Linked DNA regions of Mus musculus: all the other regions are linked to region 2. The links are chromatin contacts, called in public HiChIP or PLAC-seq and promoter capture Hi-C maps. All regions are on one chromosome and are shown on one strand. Each heading gives the region's core, a stretch centred on a gene start, on an enhancer-like site or on the middle of the called end of the contact. The rest is flanking DNA. Distances are from core to core; before and after follow the strand shown. Region 1 holds the start of Nlrp6 (NLR family, pyrin domain containing 6). Region 2 holds the start of Ptdss2 (phosphatidylserine synthase 2). Region 3 has its middle 15 kb from the start of Gm33504. Region 4 holds the start of Drd4 (dopamine receptor D4).

The links. HiChIP or PLAC-seq counts read pairs in DNA pulled down with a chosen protein or histone mark. Capture Hi-C pulls out chosen DNA fragments and counts their contacts.
Region 1: an H3K4me3 HiChIP or PLAC-seq map of bone marrow-derived macrophages shows a contact between it and region 2, with 4 times the contacts expected there. The contact joins the promoter of Nlrp6 here to the promoter of Ptdss2 in region 2. A contact is called at or near these places in 10 of 39 promoter capture datasets (the 3T3-L1 cell line, 3T3-L1-derived adipocytes, the C10 cell line and 7 more), 4 of 115 datasets of contacts at active chromatin or transcription factors (bone marrow-derived macrophages, embryonic stem cells, pancreatic cancer cells and 1 more) and 5 of 9 other capture datasets (adipose tissue, embryonic stem cells, liver and 2 more).
Region 3: an H3K4me3 HiChIP or PLAC-seq map of bone marrow-derived macrophages shows a contact between it and region 2, with 2.6 times the contacts expected there. The contact joins the enhancer-like site here to the promoter of Ptdss2 in region 2. A contact is called at or near these places in 3 of 39 promoter capture datasets (embryonic stem cells, liver and neural stem cells), 2 of 484 Hi-C or Micro-C datasets (embryonic stem cells and uterus), 4 of 115 datasets of contacts at active chromatin or transcription factors (bone marrow-derived macrophages, embryonic stem cells and pancreatic cancer cells) and 2 of 9 other capture datasets (adipose tissue and liver).
Region 4: a contact with region 2 is called in a promoter capture Hi-C map of liver. The contact joins the promoter of Drd4 here to the promoter of Ptdss2 in region 2. A contact is called at or near these places in 2 of 39 promoter capture datasets (both in liver), 2 of 115 datasets of contacts at active chromatin or transcription factors (memory CD8 T cells and pancreatic cancer cells) and 3 of 9 other capture datasets (adipose tissue, liver and pancreatic islet).

Annotation. Positions count from the first base shown.
Region 1 is chr7:140,917,756-140,922,164 of GRCm38.p6, forward strand. Nlrp6 (NLR family, pyrin domain containing 6) reads left to right here and starts at 3,147. Exons shown (of 8, transcript NM_133946.2): 1 at 3,147-3,331; 2 at 3,886-4,157; 3 at 4,403-4,409. The coding sequence starts at 3,303.
Region 2 is chr7:141,128,338-141,132,662 of GRCm38.p6, forward strand. It overlaps Ptdss2 (phosphatidylserine synthase 2), which reads left to right and starts at 2,949. Exons shown (of 12, transcript NM_013782.4): 1 at 2,949-3,180. The coding sequence starts at 3,065.
Region 3 is chr7:140,988,130-140,992,325 of GRCm38.p6, forward strand. It overlaps the pseudogene Gm7514. Among named protein-coding and RNA genes, the nearest start is that of Gm33504, 15 kb to the right of the region's middle. Within about 2 kb of position 2,227, at least 77 of the 459 cell types and tissues checked have an H3K27ac peak or open chromatin away from gene starts, as enhancers often do. A contact at or near this core is called in bone marrow-derived macrophages, where this site is marked.
Region 4 is chr7:141,289,276-141,294,023 of GRCm38.p6, forward strand. It overlaps Drd4 (dopamine receptor D4), which reads left to right and starts at 2,743. Exons shown (of 4, transcript NM_007878.3): 1 at 2,743-3,038; 2 at 4,438-4,550; 3 at 4,638-4,748. The coding sequence starts at 2,763.

The DNA of each region.
Region 1 (4,409 bases), core at 1,897-4,396, 210 kb before region 2:
TTTTTTGAGACAGGATTTCTCTGTGTAACAGCTCTAGCTGTCTTAGAACTTGCTCTGTAGACCAAGCTGGCTGCAAAGTCACAGAGATCTACCTGTCTTTACCTTCTGAGTGCTGGCACTAAAGGCTCACGCCTCCACACACACAGAATTTAGAGACTTCTATTCTCTCCTTCAAATGTTCCACAGAATTCATCAGAAACAATAGGAGCCCATGCTTATGTTTGCAAAGTTACAAGGTATTGCCTGATTTTGTTTATCAATGGATAAAAGCTGTATTAGTAACTTTTTCATTGCTGTGCTAAAATACCATGATCAAGGCAACTTACAGAAGAAAGGGTTTATTATGTATTAGGGGCATATGGTTCGAGAGAATCCATAATGGAGCCATAATGTTGGGGACAGCAGGTAGCAGACATGTCAGCTGAAGCTGGGAACTAAGAGCTCACATTATAAACAAAGCAGAGAAAGCCAGCTCAGAATAGTTCTTAAAACCTAACCCTGGTGACATACTTCCTCCCTCAAGTATCCTGCCTAAAGAGGGAGGAGAGCCAAATGGGGCTAAGCAGTGCAAAGTAAAAACCATGGAGGACATCTTATCAAACCACCTCTTGTATGGGTTTGGAAGATTTTATTCTTCAAAACGCTGGCTCACAGCCAGGCTTGGTGGTGCCTGTCTTTAATTCCAGCCCTTGGGAGCAGAGATAGGTGGATCTCTTGTGTTCAATGCCAGCCTGATCTACATAGCAAGGTTCAGACCAACCAGGGCTCATGGTGGAGCCCTGTCTCAAAACAAGGAGGAGGAGGAAGGAGAGGAGGAGGAGGGAGAGGGAGAGGATGAAGAGGAGAAAAAAGAAGAAAAGGAAGAGGAGAACGAGGAGGAGGAAGAGGAGAAGGAGGAGGAGGAGAATGGCACGTTTTGATAAATTTATAGACAGAGAGTTGTTCAGAGTGCTCAATGAATAGTCTTTAATTCATGGAATCAATTGTGATTAACTCTTTCCAGTTCTAATACTAGTAACTTATATCTTACCTCCTTTTTCCTCCTCTGTTTGGCTAGGATTTTATGATATTCCCAAAGAGCCAGCTTGATTTTTTTTTCAGCTTGATTTTATTGATTTCTTACTGTCAGTTTCATTGATTTCTGTTCTGATTTTTATTCTTTTCTTTTTTCCCTAATTACTTTGAACTTAATTTGCCTTTGCTCTTCCAGTTTCTTTTTTAAAATCATTATTATTTAATGTGTATGGTCATATTTGTATGTCTGTGCCTGGTGCCCACAGAGATCAGGAGAAAGTCAGTTGGGTTTCCTTGAACTGTCTTTCCACAGCTGTTATCAGCAATCCTGAGAATGCATGGGGCACGAAGTTCAGAGGGTTCCTCTAAAGCAGATGAGTTGTCTAGCCACCACCTTGGGGTCCCAAGTCCCAGACATCCTGTGGCAGATGCCCAAGAGCCAAAGCGGTGCTGGCCTTTAGTCTCAAGACTGCAGTCTCAGTCTCTCTGACAACAGGAAAGAACATTTGAAGGACAGTGGTAAGGGTGGTGAAGGTGAAAGAGAATTGGAACTGAGTCAGGTTTAGAAACCCAGCATTCTCTGTAAACCAGAAAACACGGCTTCTAAGGAAAAATGTGGGAAAGCCACCTAGCGAATGTCACCATGACACTCCATACCTTGTGGGTTATCATGCCTTTAAAAAAAGAAAGTGGGTTCTGGGGATTGAAGCTCTGTTCCTCAAGCTTATGCTAGACTCACAATGCAACTGCTGTACAGACAGAGCCCTCTCCCCACACCTTATACTTCACGCCACGTAATATGAATACCATAAGCGTTTCTTCTTCTTCTTCTTTTTAATTTATCTTCTGTCTATGTGTATTTTGCTTGCATGGATGTCTGTGCACCCTGTGCATTCCCGGTGTCTGCAGAGGCAGAAGAAGGTGTCACATCTCCTGGAACTGGACTTACGGGTAGTTTTGCACACCGTGCTGGTGCTAGACATTGAACCTGGGTCTCCTGGAAGAACAGTCAGTGTTTTAACTGCTGAGCCATCTCTCCAACCTTCTGTGAGTGCGTGCTTTACTTCAAGAACAAGAAATAGAGGCATAGAGGTTAAACAAACTGTTCAAGGTCACACAGATGTTGAGTAGTGTACTCGAGACCAGCTTGGCTTTGTATTTCTTCCCTTCTTCCTTTTTATGTAGACGTATGTGTTTTACACACACACACACACACACACACACACACACCTGTATAAGAGTTGGATATCCTGAAGCTGAAGTCATAGGTGGTTGATAGCTACTTCATGTGGGATCAGGAAACCAGAGTCAGTCTCTTTGTGAGAGACAGATAACCCTAAGTGTTATCTATCTCTCCAGCCTCCCTCTATCACTATCACCTTGAAACATTTGATATTTGAGAGCACGGTGGCACGCATTCCACAGATTGGGTGTGGAGGTCAGAGGACAACTTTGTGGAGTTCTTCTCTTTCCACTTTTCTGTGGGTTCCAGAGTTAGAACTCGAGTTGTCAGGCAAGCACCTTTACCCTATAAACCATCTCACTGGCCCTGGCCTCACATTTTCTACCTTCAATAATGATGACAAGGAGACAAAGAAGACTTGTTTTCCAGAATTTATAAAAATAAATAAACACATCCATGCCTCTGTGAACTGTGTCTTCATGGACTTTATTTAGTCTACGACAAACAGTCACTTAAATACAACATTAACTTAGCCATGTGGAGGTGTGCACACGTGCCTTTACACACGTCCGTGCCAGCCACACAGTGAAACTCCATATCCCTGCAGTCACTTGCAGGGCCTAGGGTCAGAAACATCCGATCTCTGCCCTAGAGCTGGGTGTGGGAGGATTAACTGACTGCAGAGCTGAGGACCTGGTTCTTTTTCTCTCTCCACCCTTATCCCTGCCCACAGGCCCCTGCCCTCTTGATTTTCACGCCTTGTGTGCAAAATTTAAAGCACCTTAAGGCCATTTCTGAAGACCTGGTTGTGAGTCAGCTATTTAATCTGAACCACCTCACAGCTGCATAGGATGCCACACCCAGGAGGAGGAGTATTGATAGAATAAAATAGAAGAAAACCAAAGGTCGCAGTCCAGCACATATATGATGTTACAACCCGTGCTTAACTTGGGAGCCTCTTGACTGTCAGCAAGAGTCCAGCTGAGCCAGAATGAACAAGACTGAGAAACACCCTCACACCCAGAATGAGACCAGTTTAGCCCAGAAAGGATCACCTCTGCTCCCAGCTTCTGCATCTGAGAGTTAGATCCTGAGATAAGACTCCATGGATGCCGCTGGAGCCTCCTGCTCCAGGTGAGTGTGGTTTCCAGAGAGAACTTTCAAGTTAACTGGGCTCACCTCTAGAGCAGGTCTTGTACTGGAATTTCAAGCCCATCTTCTATGTCCACCCTGCAAACCAGGGCATTTATGAGTCTGCTCCCCACAAGGAACTCAGACTCAGTCCCTGGTGTAGGTGGTCCAGAAAAGACTCACCAAAGTGTGCTATGTATGAGTTTGGAGTAGAGAATTCAGGAAGCCTACCAGGGCCTGGCCTGTCTCAGTTGAGCAGAGCTGGAGCCCTTTCAGAGGATGTGACAAGGGAGAGCACAGACCCACGTAGGGAAGCTAACTGGCTTTATCTCGTGTGGCCAGAAAGGAAAGACGCAGAAAGACTAACCATGGAGTGATCCACTTCACCACAGTCAGTAATTTGAGGTGAAGCCTTGGAACACCCTGTGGGTCTCTACAATGTATTGCCCTGGGGCTCCATGTGGAGAATGTGCAATGTGTGACCCGGGGTGCTTTGGAGGTTCAGGGACAGGTCCTATTCAGGTCGCATCAGTGATGATAACCCTTCTCATCCCCAGCGTGGATGCAGTGGCAAGGGAGCTGCTTATGGCTACACTGGAGGAGCTGAGCCAGGAGCAGCTGAAGCGCTTCCGCCACAAGCTAAGGGATGCGCCCCTGGATGGCCGCAGCATCCCGTGGGGGCGACTGGAGCGCTCAGACGCTGTGGACCTTGTCGACAAGCTCATTGAGTTCTATGAGCCAGTGCCAGCTGTAGAAATGACCCGGCAGGTCCTGAAGAGGTCGGATATTCGAGATGTGGCCTCGCGACTTAAGCAACAGCAGCTACAGAGTAAGCTGGGCAGAGTAGGATGGGGCTGGATCCGGTGGCTCGCCCTTGATCCTCCCTGCTCTCCTTGGGAAGATCAACTTTGTCCACTCTACCACTTCCTGAGACTCTCCTTCCCGGAAACCAGCCCAAAGTTTCATTCGCGGGGGAGAGGGGGGGGCGGGGGCTGGTAGTTCCATAAGCTCCCATGGAAATGCCTTGCCCCATCTCTCATGCTCAGAGAGCCTCATGTCGGGTTTGCCTTCCAGAGCTCGG
Region 2 (4,325 bases), core at 1,699-4,198:
TCCTGGAATTCACTTTGTAGACCAGGCTGGCCTCGAACTCAGAAATCTTCCTGCCTCTGCCTCCCAAATGCTGGGATTAAAGGCCTGTGCCATCGCGCCCGGCTGGCAGGCAGATATCTAATAGAGGCCAGCTTAGTCTGTAGAGTGGGTTCCAAGATAACCACCACTACAGAGAAACCCTGTCTTGGGGGTGGGGGTGGGGGTGGGGTGAAGAATTAAAAGGCACAAGCAGGGGCAGGGGGCTGGAAAGATGGCTCAGTGGTTAAGAGCACTGACTAAACTAACTCTTCAGGAGGTCCTGAGTTCAATTCCTAGCAACCACATGGTGGCTTACAACCATCTGTAATGGGATCCGGTGGCCTCTTCTGGTGTGTCTCAAGACAGGGACTGTATGATCATACATAAAATAAATAAAAAAATAAAATCTTTTTTTTTTTAAAGGCACAAGCAGTAGACTTGGCTGGTAAAGAAAGGCTTTTATTAGGGTGAAGAAGCACACGGGGTATTGGGTTTCAGACTGGGGGTGGGGGTGAGGGGGATGGAGGGGGACTGACTGATGCTGATGCTGTGAGAACCTGAAGGCCAGATGGGCTTTGTAAATATGTACCTCAGCCCCTTATCCTAGGTCTGAAACCCAGCATCAAGGTACCAGCTGATAAGTTATTTCTCCACCAGTGAAATGAGCCAATTCAAGCCAAATTAAAGTACATATAAGCACAGGTACACTGGGAAACTGCTCTTGGATAGGAGGGTTCACTGGTACCAAGGAAGGGGGCTAGGGAAGTCACCATGGAAAGGGAGAGAGCAGGGAGTAGGAAAAGAAAGAGAGAAGAGTGCATGCAGAGAGAGGGAGGGTAGAGAGATAAGAGGGAGAAGAGAAGGAGGAGGAAGAAGGAAGAAAAAGAAGAGGAAAAGGAGAAGGAGGAGGAGGGGGGGGGTGGGGAGGAGAGACCAAAATATCTGGCTAAAGGGCAGCCCAGCCCCTGAACTGGAAAGTTCAGAGTAGCAACGTGGTATGCCAGGTAGGGACTGAGGGATGCTGGGAGAACCTGGAAGCTAGATGTGCTTTAGTATGTAAAATATGCACTTCAGCCCTTGTCCCTGGGTCTAAAACCCTGCACAGGTCACCTAGAAAGACCCTCTGCAGATCTAAGGGGGCCTTCAGGAGCCCCTCTGAAGCCCTTTTTTGAAGTCCCTTTGAAGGCTGGGTGGTTGTTTGTTTGAGACAGGATCTCACTATATATCCCAGGCTGACTTGAACTTGCTATGTAGATTAAACTAACCTTCCAAACTCACTGAGATCTGCCTGCCCCTGGGACCTGGAATGAAAGGTCTGGACTACTGGTGCCATCCATACCCAGCAACACAGGCTGAGAGCTCCAAGGATCTCTGGGGGGATGGGGGGTCTTACTCCTCTAATTTATGGTTTGTCAGTTTGAACAATGACAGGGAGGCTGACAAACCCACGACTTTTGGGCAAACATGTCCTGATCTGGCCTTGAGCTTGTCTGGACTGGTGACCCTCCTGGTGGAGAAAAGGTTCACCAAGGCCTTTCTTTTAAGCTGCTAGACTTTTATTTCAGGTAAGGAGGGTGAAGAAGAAACCAAGAGTCTGCCATCTTATTGTTTATTTGTTTGTTTGTTTCAAGATAGAGTTTTTCTTTGTAGCCTTTGTTTTCTAGGATCTCATTATGTAGACCAGGCTGCCCCAAACTCACAAAGATCTTCCTGCCTCTGCCTCCTGAGTACTGGGATTAAAGGTGTGGGCCACCGCTACCCGGCTGAATTTTGTCATCTTCAATATCCAATAGGCTCTCTCTTCTCTGTCTGCCTATCAGGGAATCTATCTAACTCCTAATCTCACGTGAAGGATAACCACAGACTCCCTGATATATATACCTCCACCTCAAAGTGCTGGGATTGCAGGCTGGTGGCACCACAAGCCAACACATCTGAGAAAACTGAAGAAGGACCCACACTCTCAGACAAGAAGCCCATTCCCTACCTCTGGCAAAATGTAAGTACTCTCAGCAACTAACCATACCAGTTTCAACTATCCAACTTGACTGGTCCTGCTAATTTAGTCATTAATTTTTATTTACGTTAAAGTTTGAGACAGAGTCTAGCCTTGGCTGATCTAGAGCTCACAGTGTGTAGACTTGGATGGCTTCAAACACATATAGATCTTCCTGCCTCTGATACCTGAGTGCTAGGATTAAAGGACTATGCCATCATGTCTGGCAATAATTTATCTAATTTATCTATCTATCTACATCTATTTATTAGTGTATAAGTGTTTTGGTTGAGTGTATGCATCTATACACCAACTGTATACAGTGCCCTAGATACTAGAAGAGGGCATTGGAGCCACTGCTGCTATGTGAGAGTGGAAACTGAACTCCATCCTCTAGAAGGTCAGGCAGTGATCTTAACTGCTAAGCCATTTCTCTATCACTATTTCATCTTATTTATTTATTCATTCATTCATTCATTTTCGAGACGGTTTCGCTGTGTAGTTCTGGCTGTCCTTGAACTCACTCTGTAGACCAGGCTGGCCTTGAACTCAGAGACCCGCCTGCCTCTGCCTCCCAAGTGCTGGGATTAAAGGCATGGGCCACCAGTGCCCGGCGCCTCCTTTTTTTTTTAATTCAAGGTTTGAATAACTCAGGCTGTCCTTGGATTCGTTCAATCCTCCTGCCTCAGCTTCCGGAGTTTAGTTTGCTTGGCAGGGCTGTCTACCACAACAGTTTAGGTTGAGTCTCTTTTGCGTCCCTATCCCCAGAGATTATATGTCTTCGGAACTTTATCAACACCAGCCAGTGCCAGCCGGCTTGTACAGTCTCTGTCAGGCGGAGCACGCGGCCGGTCTCCTAGCAACCGGACCGCGTCCCTCCCACCGGGCAGTTTAGGGCTTTCCAGCGCCCAGCATGCCCTGCGGCCCGGCGCGCACTACGCGTCCCACAATGCCTCACGGCCCCGCCCCACTCCCGCGGAGACCCCGCCGGGCAGCACTGCGACCCCAGCCCACCGCCTGCAGCCTACTGGGCTGCGCAGGCCGGGCGCCATGCGGAGGGGCGAGCGCAGAGTCGCCGGAGGCTCGGGATCTGAGTCTCCGCTGCTCAAGGGCCGCCGCAGCACCGAGTCTGAAGTCTACGACGATGGCACTAACACCTTCTTTTGGTGAGGGTCTCCCCGCGTCGGGGCAGGAGTTTGGGACAGACAGTTTAGATTGGAATCGGGAACCGTCAGGGCCTGGATCAGCCAGGGGAGCGCCTCACTCCCTCCGGCCCTCGTGGAACCCCCCGTGGTCGTCTCCGTATGAGATGTCGAGTGTTTTTTCGGATCGGAGGAGCCCCGGGATGAGCTCTGGAAGGCCTGGCCACTACATATTAGTGACTTTTCAGGTTTCCCTTTCTGGGGGATAGCTGTTGTTCCCCTGCTCTTCACCCGTAACGTTGCCCTGAACTGGCCTGGTGGGCATGGCATATCTGTATGGTAGATTTTCCTCACAGCTACCCTTTTCAGTGACCCTTGCTTGCACAACTCAACCTCTGACAAGTTTTGGGGTCAGGTTGCCCCGTCTGCCTTTCGTGGAGTTGAGTGCGTAGGAATTGCAGGTGTTTTGCTTCTTTGAAGGACCATGCCACCGCCCTGGCTGACCAGGTGTAATCCCATGACCTTGGGCTAACCCTTCACCTTTCCTTGTTTGTGAGAAGGAGCACGCTTCATGAGAGGAATGGCTTTGCTTTTATTTCAGGCAGCCAAGTTTCTACCCACCTATGCGACACTGGAGTCCCAGGGTGGGCCCTACAGGCAAGTGACACCCAAGTGCACAGAAACAAATGTGTTCCCACTGGAGGGGATGTTAAGTGGAAGTTGCTCTGAGAGAACAGAGCTGTGGCAGTGTCCAGAACACATTTGATCAGAGAGAATCCTGGTCTGGAAGTGTTAAGATAATTCAGGAGAAGGTGCCATCACACAGATAGGGTCCTCCAAGGGACTCTTGTGTATGTCAGCTTGTATCTCTGGCTTGCAAGTGGGAGTGGTAACTGAGGCACTGGTGAGATACAGTTGAAATAGCAGGAAAGTGGGTTGGGTGTGGGAGATAGCTTTGCATCTGGACCTTATACTATTAGCACCTTCCCTGGGTTATGGACAGCTTCTGCAGTGAGAGCCAACCAGAGCTGCTTTTCAATATGATTCCGTCTAATGACTGTGAAAACATTAGAGGGAAAAGAAGCAATCCCAGCACTTGGAAGGCAGAGGCAGGTGGGTCTCTGTGAGTTTGAAGCGAGCCTGGTTTACATAGTGAGTTTCCAGTACAG
Region 3 (4,196 bases), core at 977-3,476, 140 kb before region 2:
AAAAACCAAAAAAAAAAAAAAAAAAAAAAAAGAAGGACTGCAGGACTACCTCAGCTCTCTCTCTGTCTCCCTGCTTCCTACCCCTCTCTTCCTCCTCCTCCTCCTCCTCCTCCTCCTCCTCCTCCTCCTCCTTCTCTCTCTCTCTCTCCCTCCCTCCCTCCCTCCCTCCCCATCTTTTCTCTCTCTTCACCCAGTGTTTTCAGTTGGCCTTTTCTTCTCTTCCTTCCTCCCTCCTCTCTCTTTCTGTCCCTCTCTGTCCCCCTCCTTTCTCTACCTCTAACCCTTTTCCAGATCCCCTTCCCTTCTCCCAATAAACCTCCTTTTGTACTAGTCCTGTCTCAGGATAGTGACTTCTCAGGGGAACACCTTGGCCATCCCGCTGAGGTGCTCCCTCATTATACTTACACCCAGAGACACACAGGGCCAGATCATCTCTCTTAGGCAGAAAGAGCTCTAATAACAGTGCCATACAGAGAGGTTGTATAAGAAGGACTGACTCCCAGGCCTGTGGTGGGAGAAACAAAAGGTGTACTTGAAGGTTTCTTGAGCGAACAGGTCTTACACCAGGAGGAAGCCTTAATTAATTTGTGACCTAAGGTGATGTGTTTTATAAAAAGGTCAAAGATATGTTTTATAGGGCACAGTATGGTGAGGTGGGAGGGGTGCCTCAGTGGGCACATGCTAAGACATCCCTTTCCCTGAGGTACCAGCCATAGGACAGTTATTGTATGGAATAGTTTATTTGGGGGCATGGGAAGGGGAGTTGAGAAAGCAGTAGAGGCAGAGAAAGAGAGAGAATGAAGAACAGAGAGGGGGGGGAGGCCAGAGCCAAGAACAGTGGAGAGAAAGGGGGAAGGGGAGAGAAGGGGAAAGGGTCAGGGAACTTGAAGGGGGTAAGAGAGAGAAGAGGGCAGAGAGAGCAAGGAAGGGTCAAATAGTCCCTTTCATAGCAAGCCAGGCCTACCTGGCTGTTGCCTGGTAACTGTTGAGCAGAGCCTAGAAGGAATGCAACCCTATGTAAAAGGGGAGGAGCACGGGACTTAGAATACATGACAGGGATCACTCTTTGGGGATAAGCCAGTAGGGCTTGGCTAGTGTATGACTTGTATGTAATACCTAAGTCTTGCCAGGCAGCCTTGAACCCTGGGAGGCAGGGGTTCTGAGCGAGCTCCTGGTCTGGTCTCAACAGCCCTTTCCTGGTTGTGGTGATGACATCACTCACTGTCGCTTGCAGGCTTGGTGTTATTCATATAACTTAAATCCTGAGCGCAGGAAAAGCTGTAGGAGTGCCTGCTGCTGTCTCCTCAAACTCCTACCTCATGGCTATTGTTGATATTCTGTCCGGACTCCACCCCCACAGTTACCAACTCAGAAATCCACCTGCCTCTGCCTCCTGAGTGTGAGGATTAAAGGAGTGCACCACCATGCCAGGCATCTCTCTGTTGCCTCTTGCCCCCTTGCCTCCCCTCTCACCCCATTCCCTTCCCCCCTCTCTCCACGTGGCCATGGCGGGCTTCTACTCTTCTTCTCTCTCCTCTCTGCCTTTCTCTGCCTCTACTACTCTCTTAACTCCCCTTCCCATGCCCTGAATAAACTCAATTCTATACCGTCCTGTGGCTGGACCCTCAGGGGGAAGGGATGCCTTGGCATGGGCCCACTGGGGCACCCCCTTCACCCATATCTCACCACACCCCCGTAGAACATATCTTAATAGCTCTTTCTCTTTTTATGATCACAAGAGCTATGGGAGGCAAACTCTTAATCCTCGTGACTATGGGAGGCAGGTTGAAAAGAGCCTTCGTGGGAGTGGCCTTCCAGGTACACACACAGAGCTGTAACTTAAAACTCTGTTTCTCCTATCCTTGGTCTCTAGGAAATTCACCAGCTTACAAAGTGTCTTCTGAAAAGAGGAAAACATGACAGGAAGCTACTGCCATGCTGGCCTCCGGATCCCCTCCAGCACCCACTTCCCACCCTGTCCTGACTCACGACACTTGTGTCCCCCCAAACAAGGACATGCACAGCCGCAGCATGAAGTGGTCACGCTCAGGGGACCACACTGGCTCTACAGCCACGATAACCACCACCATCAATGTGCCCAGTGAGGTCTCAGTGCCTGACTACCTGATCTGGTCCCTGTTTAGCACACTCTTCATGCTGTCCAGATTCTGTGGCCTATGCCGGACGGTGAACGTGGAGGAGGAAGAGCAGGAATCTGAGAAGCTGAGAACGTGCTTGAGCCTGAGGCTCCACCTTGCCCAAATAGTGCCTGGTGTGTGTTGGGGGAGGGGGGAGCTTGTGCTGTGGCTGAATGACAGTCTGTTTGTCTGTGTGTGCCATGGAGTTGGAGGATGATACCTTGGAGATATCCAAGGTATATCCTGGGCAGATACAAGGTGATGTTGCCAGGATACCCTTGGGGTCAGATTGTACCCCCCACCCCCACCCCCGGCCTAGAGGAATTCTTACTGTCCAGTTCATGAAAAGCCTTTTCACCTTGCAGACTGGGCACAGACAGGACTCACGGGAAACAGAAACCCAAATGTAAAACGCCAAGATGCCTGTGCTAGGAGCTCCCACACAGTCTGTGCGTGAAAGGGGAACAGGGTCCCTGGCCTAACAGAGGCTGCATTGGGAATGGAAGATGGGGAACTGAGTTGGAACACTCTCAGCTCACTGGCTCCTGGGCACCTCACCATCTGTTTTCCTCCAGGCCTGGTACAGGAAGTGACTGGGGCTAAGTGGAAGGCTTTTGGCTCCCTGCTGCGGGCAGTGGTTAACAGCGTGCTGGGTAGGGGCCTCTTTTCAAATAATTGGCCTTTCCTGGAAAGGTAGGGCAGAGAGAACTGTCAATCCCAACTGCCATTTTCCCATGGTGCCCAAGAAAAGTGCAAATCCTGATGCAGACAGTCCTCAAATCTTGGGTAGATGGCCACTGCTTGACCTCGAAGAGAAAGATATCTGCTGTGCTGACAAACTTTGTCTGGAATTCCAGGGTGGCCCTGGATGAGGATCCGGGTTCCCTGAACTCAGTGGATGATGAAATGGGAGTTGGACATCCTCCCCTTTCCTCTGCCCACCCACCTCCCACAGCCTTGCTCGGGTTTATTCCTGGTTCTGTGGGTCGTGTTCCTGGGCTTAGGGGCAGCTGTGTGTGAAGGCAGATAGTCAACAGGAAGGAGGCTCAGGGCTCGGGCATCCCCTGCCGGTGGTTGGCGACGTTGGGACACGTCCTTTTCTAGATCCCTCGCTGAACACTGTTCAGTGTCATCCTCGCCTCCCCTCCAAATTTGCTGGAGTTTTCTGGAGGCCCCAGTATTGGTGCAAGGATTCCAGTCCTGTGTTCTAAGGATAAAATGTGTGAGTTCCGGAAGTCTATTCTAGTGCACTGAGTAGGGCCACACTGGGCGTGTCTTAGAGAGACTGAGGCCCTAAAGGCAGTGAAGACAGGATCCCAGCGGGAAAGCTGTTGTCTTACAGTAGGCTCCCCCAGAATAAGTCCTCGGGAGAAATCAAAGCCTGTTCCATTTGCACCAGCCAGTTGAAATTAAGTTTTGCTAATTATTAAAAAAATATTACACAGAACAAAAGTAATTGGTTGGGCTGGAAAGATGGCTTCGTTAAGAGCACCGACTGCTCTTCCAGAGGTTCTGAGTTCAATTCCCAGCAACCATATGATGGCTCAGAACCATCTGTAATGGGATCTGATGCCCTCTTCTGGTGTGTCTGAAGAGAGCAATGGTGTACTCATATAAATAAAATTAATAAATCTTAAAAAAAAAAAGGAATTGGTTTCCAACATTATATAATCACTTTGCTCCACAAACTAATTTACAATCTTGGGGTTTCCCATTTATTTCACCAAATGGCTGAAAGGCGACTGGAGAGTGAGCCATCAATTAAAACTCCTCCCTCAGGGTTGTGCTGGGGATAGTTTGAAACCAATAATTGTCGTACAGGACACATAACCCCATTCCAGCATCCGATGGGAACCAGCACACACAGGCTCCAGCTGAGATCCTTGACTCAAGACCAAAGCCCTGCTAAGTTCTGCTCTGACTGCAGCAAGCAGCAGCTGACATCCCAAAGTCATCGTTAGTTGATGACTAGAGTCCAAAGACATCAATCATAGCAGGAGGTTAAGTGAGCCAGGGCCAAAGACACAAATAACAATTAAAACAGTAGCAAAGGCTATG
Region 4 (4,748 bases), core at 1,493-3,992, 160 kb after region 2:
ATCTCTCTTATGATGGGGTCTATCCCAGGTACATTTAAAAAAATGTATTTATTATTATATTTAAGTACACTGTAGCTCTCTTCAGACACACCAGAAGAGGGCATCAGATCTCATTACGTATGGTTGTGAGCCACCATGTGGTTGCTGGGATTTGAACTCAGGACCTCTGGAAGAGCAGTTAGTGCTCTTAACCACTGAGTCATCTCCCCAGCCCCCCGGGGACTTATAAAGGCAAGAAACCTTAAAAGCTCATACATAGGTGTAGGAAGTGCTGCTGGGTGATTGGTTTGGGTCCAAACTTATGTGGCTAACCATAGAAAGCAGTTTTAATGGATTCTATTGTGATTGTTTTCCAAGAACACCAAAGCACAGGACATTCTAGTAACAGCAGTTAACGCACCTGAGAAAGTTTCCTTAGGACATTAGCTGTTACACACACAAATGCAGAAAATGGCGGGCTAGACAGGTAACATTTACCTAGGTCTTAATAATGTTTTACCCAGGCCTTAACATTTTACTTAGGACTTATCACAAGTTGTATGTGGGCAAAGCTGTTTGTTTTTAAATTTTTTATTGTTATTGGTGTGTGTATGCAGAGGAGGGAGGGGGCAATGACACACACACACACACACACACACACATTGGTGTACACTTGAATGTGAGCGCACAAATGCCACAAAGCTCATGCAGAATCTATAAGGCAACTTTTCAGTCATAGACTCTGAGGCTCAAACTCACGTCCTGTGTTGAGTCACTGGGGCCCAAAGGAGGCTTCAGCAGGGAGGAGAGTCTGCCTGTTCTCTATATCAACCTGCTAAGGATGGGTTAGAGGGATTTAGGTACCTTAGTCAGGGCACATTTGGATACCTATAAGCATGTATGTGTTCTTAGAGGGCTGGCCCAATTCCCTCAAGCATTTTGTATTTAACTCCCCCTTTCCTGAAAGGACCCTCTGCGGCTTGCCAGGAGGTGAGGAGACGGGATATACATTAGTCAGGGAGTGATTTTATCACTGTACTGAAAATTCTGGAATGTTGGTGAAATTACATGAGTATTTTTACTTAAAAAAAAAACAAACAGAAATACAAGAAAAGGTTTTCGTTCGAATCCTAGGTGTAGGATATGGGGGTGCTTTGTACTTTCCGCAGCAGCTGACTATGATTTGCCTCGTGCTCTAGCAGAGGCATGGTTTTGCCAGCTGCAGATAGTTTCTGCAATTGTGTGATGTTTGGAATTCTGGGAACTTTTCAGTTATATAAATGCCAGGGCCCCGAGAGGTGGGGTGTGGTGGTTGATGTTTGGGGGAGCCGGGGTTGGATGCTGTCTGTTAGTAGTCTAGTAGTCATGCTCAAAGAAGAAATAAAGGGATCTCTCCCACCTCCCCTCTCTCTTTCTTTTCCTCCCATCTAGTGATAGGGGGTGTAACAGGGGGAGGGGAGATAAAGGGTGGGAGAGAGAAGAACCCACAAAGTAGCAAATACCAACTACAGTCTACCTCCACTTGAAGATAGCCCTTTAGTCACAGGACTCCAGGTAATCTCTCTCAGCATTAGTAAGCCCATATACAAAAATTCTTTCATCAGCATAGTCCCCAGGTACTTTCACTGCAAGGGCTCCCAATCTTCCAGGGACTGTCCTTGCTGCTGTCTCTTCTCCTGTCCTGATTCTACAGTGTCCTCTCAACCTGTGCTGTCCTGTTCCAGCCTAGGTTCCTGTGCTGGCACAGAGAAAAGTATGGCCTCCAGATGTGGCTTGGGAAAAGAGCCCCCATGTGAGAGTTCTCTCAGCTCAGAGAGTCCTTGTCAGGTAACCCTGGTAGTCAGCGTGCCATACAGTATCAAATGCAAGGAAGCTGAGGGTCAAGATAGGAAGTGGGGTAACCACTCAGCGGCCCACAGAGGATGGTTAAGGCTTAAGGCTGAACCAGACATGGTGGTCCACACTCTTTAATTCCAGCACTCCGGAGACAGAGGGGAGGCCGAAGGATCTGAGTTCAGTGCTAGCCTGCTGTACAGAATAAGTTCTAGGACATACGCAGGGAAACCCTGCCTTGAAAAGTCAACAACAACAATAATAAAATTAATAATAATATATTAGATAAAAAGTTAAGACTGGGCCTTGGAGGTGCCAATTATCAATTTCACCATGGTCCGCTTAAGCACTGACTGATGGAGACTTGGGAAGAGAGATGGTGAGAAAAGTAGGGCCAGCCAAGGCCTGGATCCCAAGAGTTGCTGCACATCTGCCCACAGAGAATGAGCTTGGTGTGCTGCTCAGTATTGCTAAGCCCAGAACCGTTAGTGAAAGAGGCGAGGAGCCTTTAACCTGTTCCAGAACCAGAGCTGATGGTTTCCCACGTGGGAAGGACCCCAGTGCAGGAGTATAGATAGGTTCTCCACATCCTCCAAGGTATCTTGGAGAGCCGCTTTTGACAGGTAATTTAGTGGCCTGTCTCCTGGCCAGGATGGGATGGCTGGCTCTGACGAATCTGGTCCAGACAACCTGCTTTTCTACCTAGGTTTCTGGAAGCACAAACTAGCCCCGATGAGGGGACACATCAGCCGCTGCTTAGCCTTTTTATGCCAGTCACTTCGCTCATTTCTCTTGAATTGAAGCATTTCTCCCTCTGCCAATTTCCTAGAGTTCAGAAATTCAAGCCGGGGCGGGGCGGGGCTGGACGCGCTGGGGGCGGGATTCCGGGTAGCCCCTGCCTGCAAATCCCCAGGCTCAGCGCCTCCCGGAGCGGGTTCAGCAGTGGCACCATGGGGAACAGCAGCGCTACTGAGGACGGTGGGCTGTTGGCCGGGCGTGGGCCAGAATCCCTGGGGACTGGCGCCGGGCTTGGGGGCGCGGGCGCGGCGGCGCTGGTGGGGGGCGTGCTGCTCATCGGCTTGGTGTTGGCAGGGAACTCGCTCGTGTGCGTGAGCGTGGCCTCCGAGCGCACGCTGCAGACACCCACCAACTACTTCATCGTGAGCCTGGCTGCTGCCGACCTCCTCCTCGCGGTGCTGGTGCTGCCTCTCTTTGTCTACTCCGAGGTGAGCCTCGGTGCGCTCTTCCCCTACCTCCACTGCTCCCAGCCCCCCAGCCCCAGCGCAGTTTCGCGCTTGGACCCTCAGCCACCTTGAGCCAGGGTGTTTGCAGGGACGTCAGGTCTCCTCACTCCTGACTATCCACTCTCTCCCGCTCTTCAGAATCTTTCGCCTACTTTTCCTCTTGTCCGTCACCCTACCATCCTCTGGATTCCTTCCTACTCTGTCTGAGAGCTACCTACCCAGAGAGGACTCGTGTCCCTAAAACCAAGAATCGCAGAAAATTGTCCTTCCTATTTAAGCCCTGGCTTCCACTGCAGAAATGCTGCATCCCCCAGCCTGTGGCAAAAAACAGCTAGCTAGACAGGCGAAAGTGCAGACACGCAGCATCAGCATCACTACCGATGACTACTGCCTTTTGGGAACACACACACACACACACACACACACACACACACACACACACACACACCCCAGCCTGTGCCAGCTCACTCTCACCCTTCGGAAGAAGCCCAAAGCCTGCAGCCACCCAGCTCCCAGGAGCTCGGAGCAGCAAAGGGTGAAGGCAGAGAGGCCTGGGCAGGATACTGAACCTGAGGGGCCGCTAAAGGGAGTGGGTTCAGGACCTTTTGGAGACTCCTGGAACACAGACACCCCAGATCAGGTCTGGCTCGTAGGTGGGTCTGCTGTGGTTACTGGCAATTCTTATCTGCCCACGGTTTGGGCAGGGTGGGGTGGGGTGAATGGTATTTCTAAAGAAGACCCTGAGTTCTGGAGCTGGAGCAGAGGCCAGTGGCCACACTTGACCCCAGGTCCTCCCCAAGGCACAGACGTCACTGTGATGATTCTTAAGCTCATAATCATCCCAAATCAGTGTGAAGGGATTTGGGGACGGCTGGTTTGAGACGGCTGTGTGCTCCTTTGCCCTTGAAAAAGAACACTCCGTGCAGCAGATTCACAGACAGCCCGGCGAGGTCTTTGTATTTTTAGGACACATTTGTCCTCAGGACAATTGCCATGTGTCCAGCAAGTGAAGAGACCTATCCAAAGCCCCACAGCAGTGACAGTTCATGCAGGGAGGATAACTCGAGTCTTGGAGGTGGGTAGGATTTGTGTTTAGGGGGCCAGGCTTAAGAATTTAGGGCCTCCTCTCCCCTAGATGTTATCAACCCCCCTGGGTCTTACCCAAGCTTCTCACATAACCAAAGAAGACCTAAGTCAAGAGGCAGGTCTGTTTGCACGTTCTGTCTCCAACACATGTCTCAGGCTCACATCGGGCTTGTATGCCCCCTTCCCTCTAATACACAGCCCTCGATTCCCCTCAACAAGAGTGGGGGTCAGCAAGTCCGCGGCTCAAAGGTCAGGCAGGTCTTGTGTTTCATTTCTGCAAACTCTGCGTGGCCAGGTCCAGGGTGGCGTGTGGCTCCTGAGCCCCCGTCTCTGTGACACGCTCATGGCCATGGACGTCATGCTGTGCACCGCCTCCATCTTCAACCTGTGCGCCATCAGCGTGGACAGGTGGGTACCCCGGACGACCCCTCTCCCAGTCCCACCTCCGGGTTAGCCGCCCCACTCGGCAGCTTCACCGCTCCTGTGCTCCTCTAGGTTCGTGGCCGTGACCGTGCCGCTGCGCTACAACCAGCAGGGTCAGTGCCAGCTGCTGCTCATCGCCGCCACGTGGCTGCTGTCCGCCGCGGTGGCTTCGCCAGTGGTGTG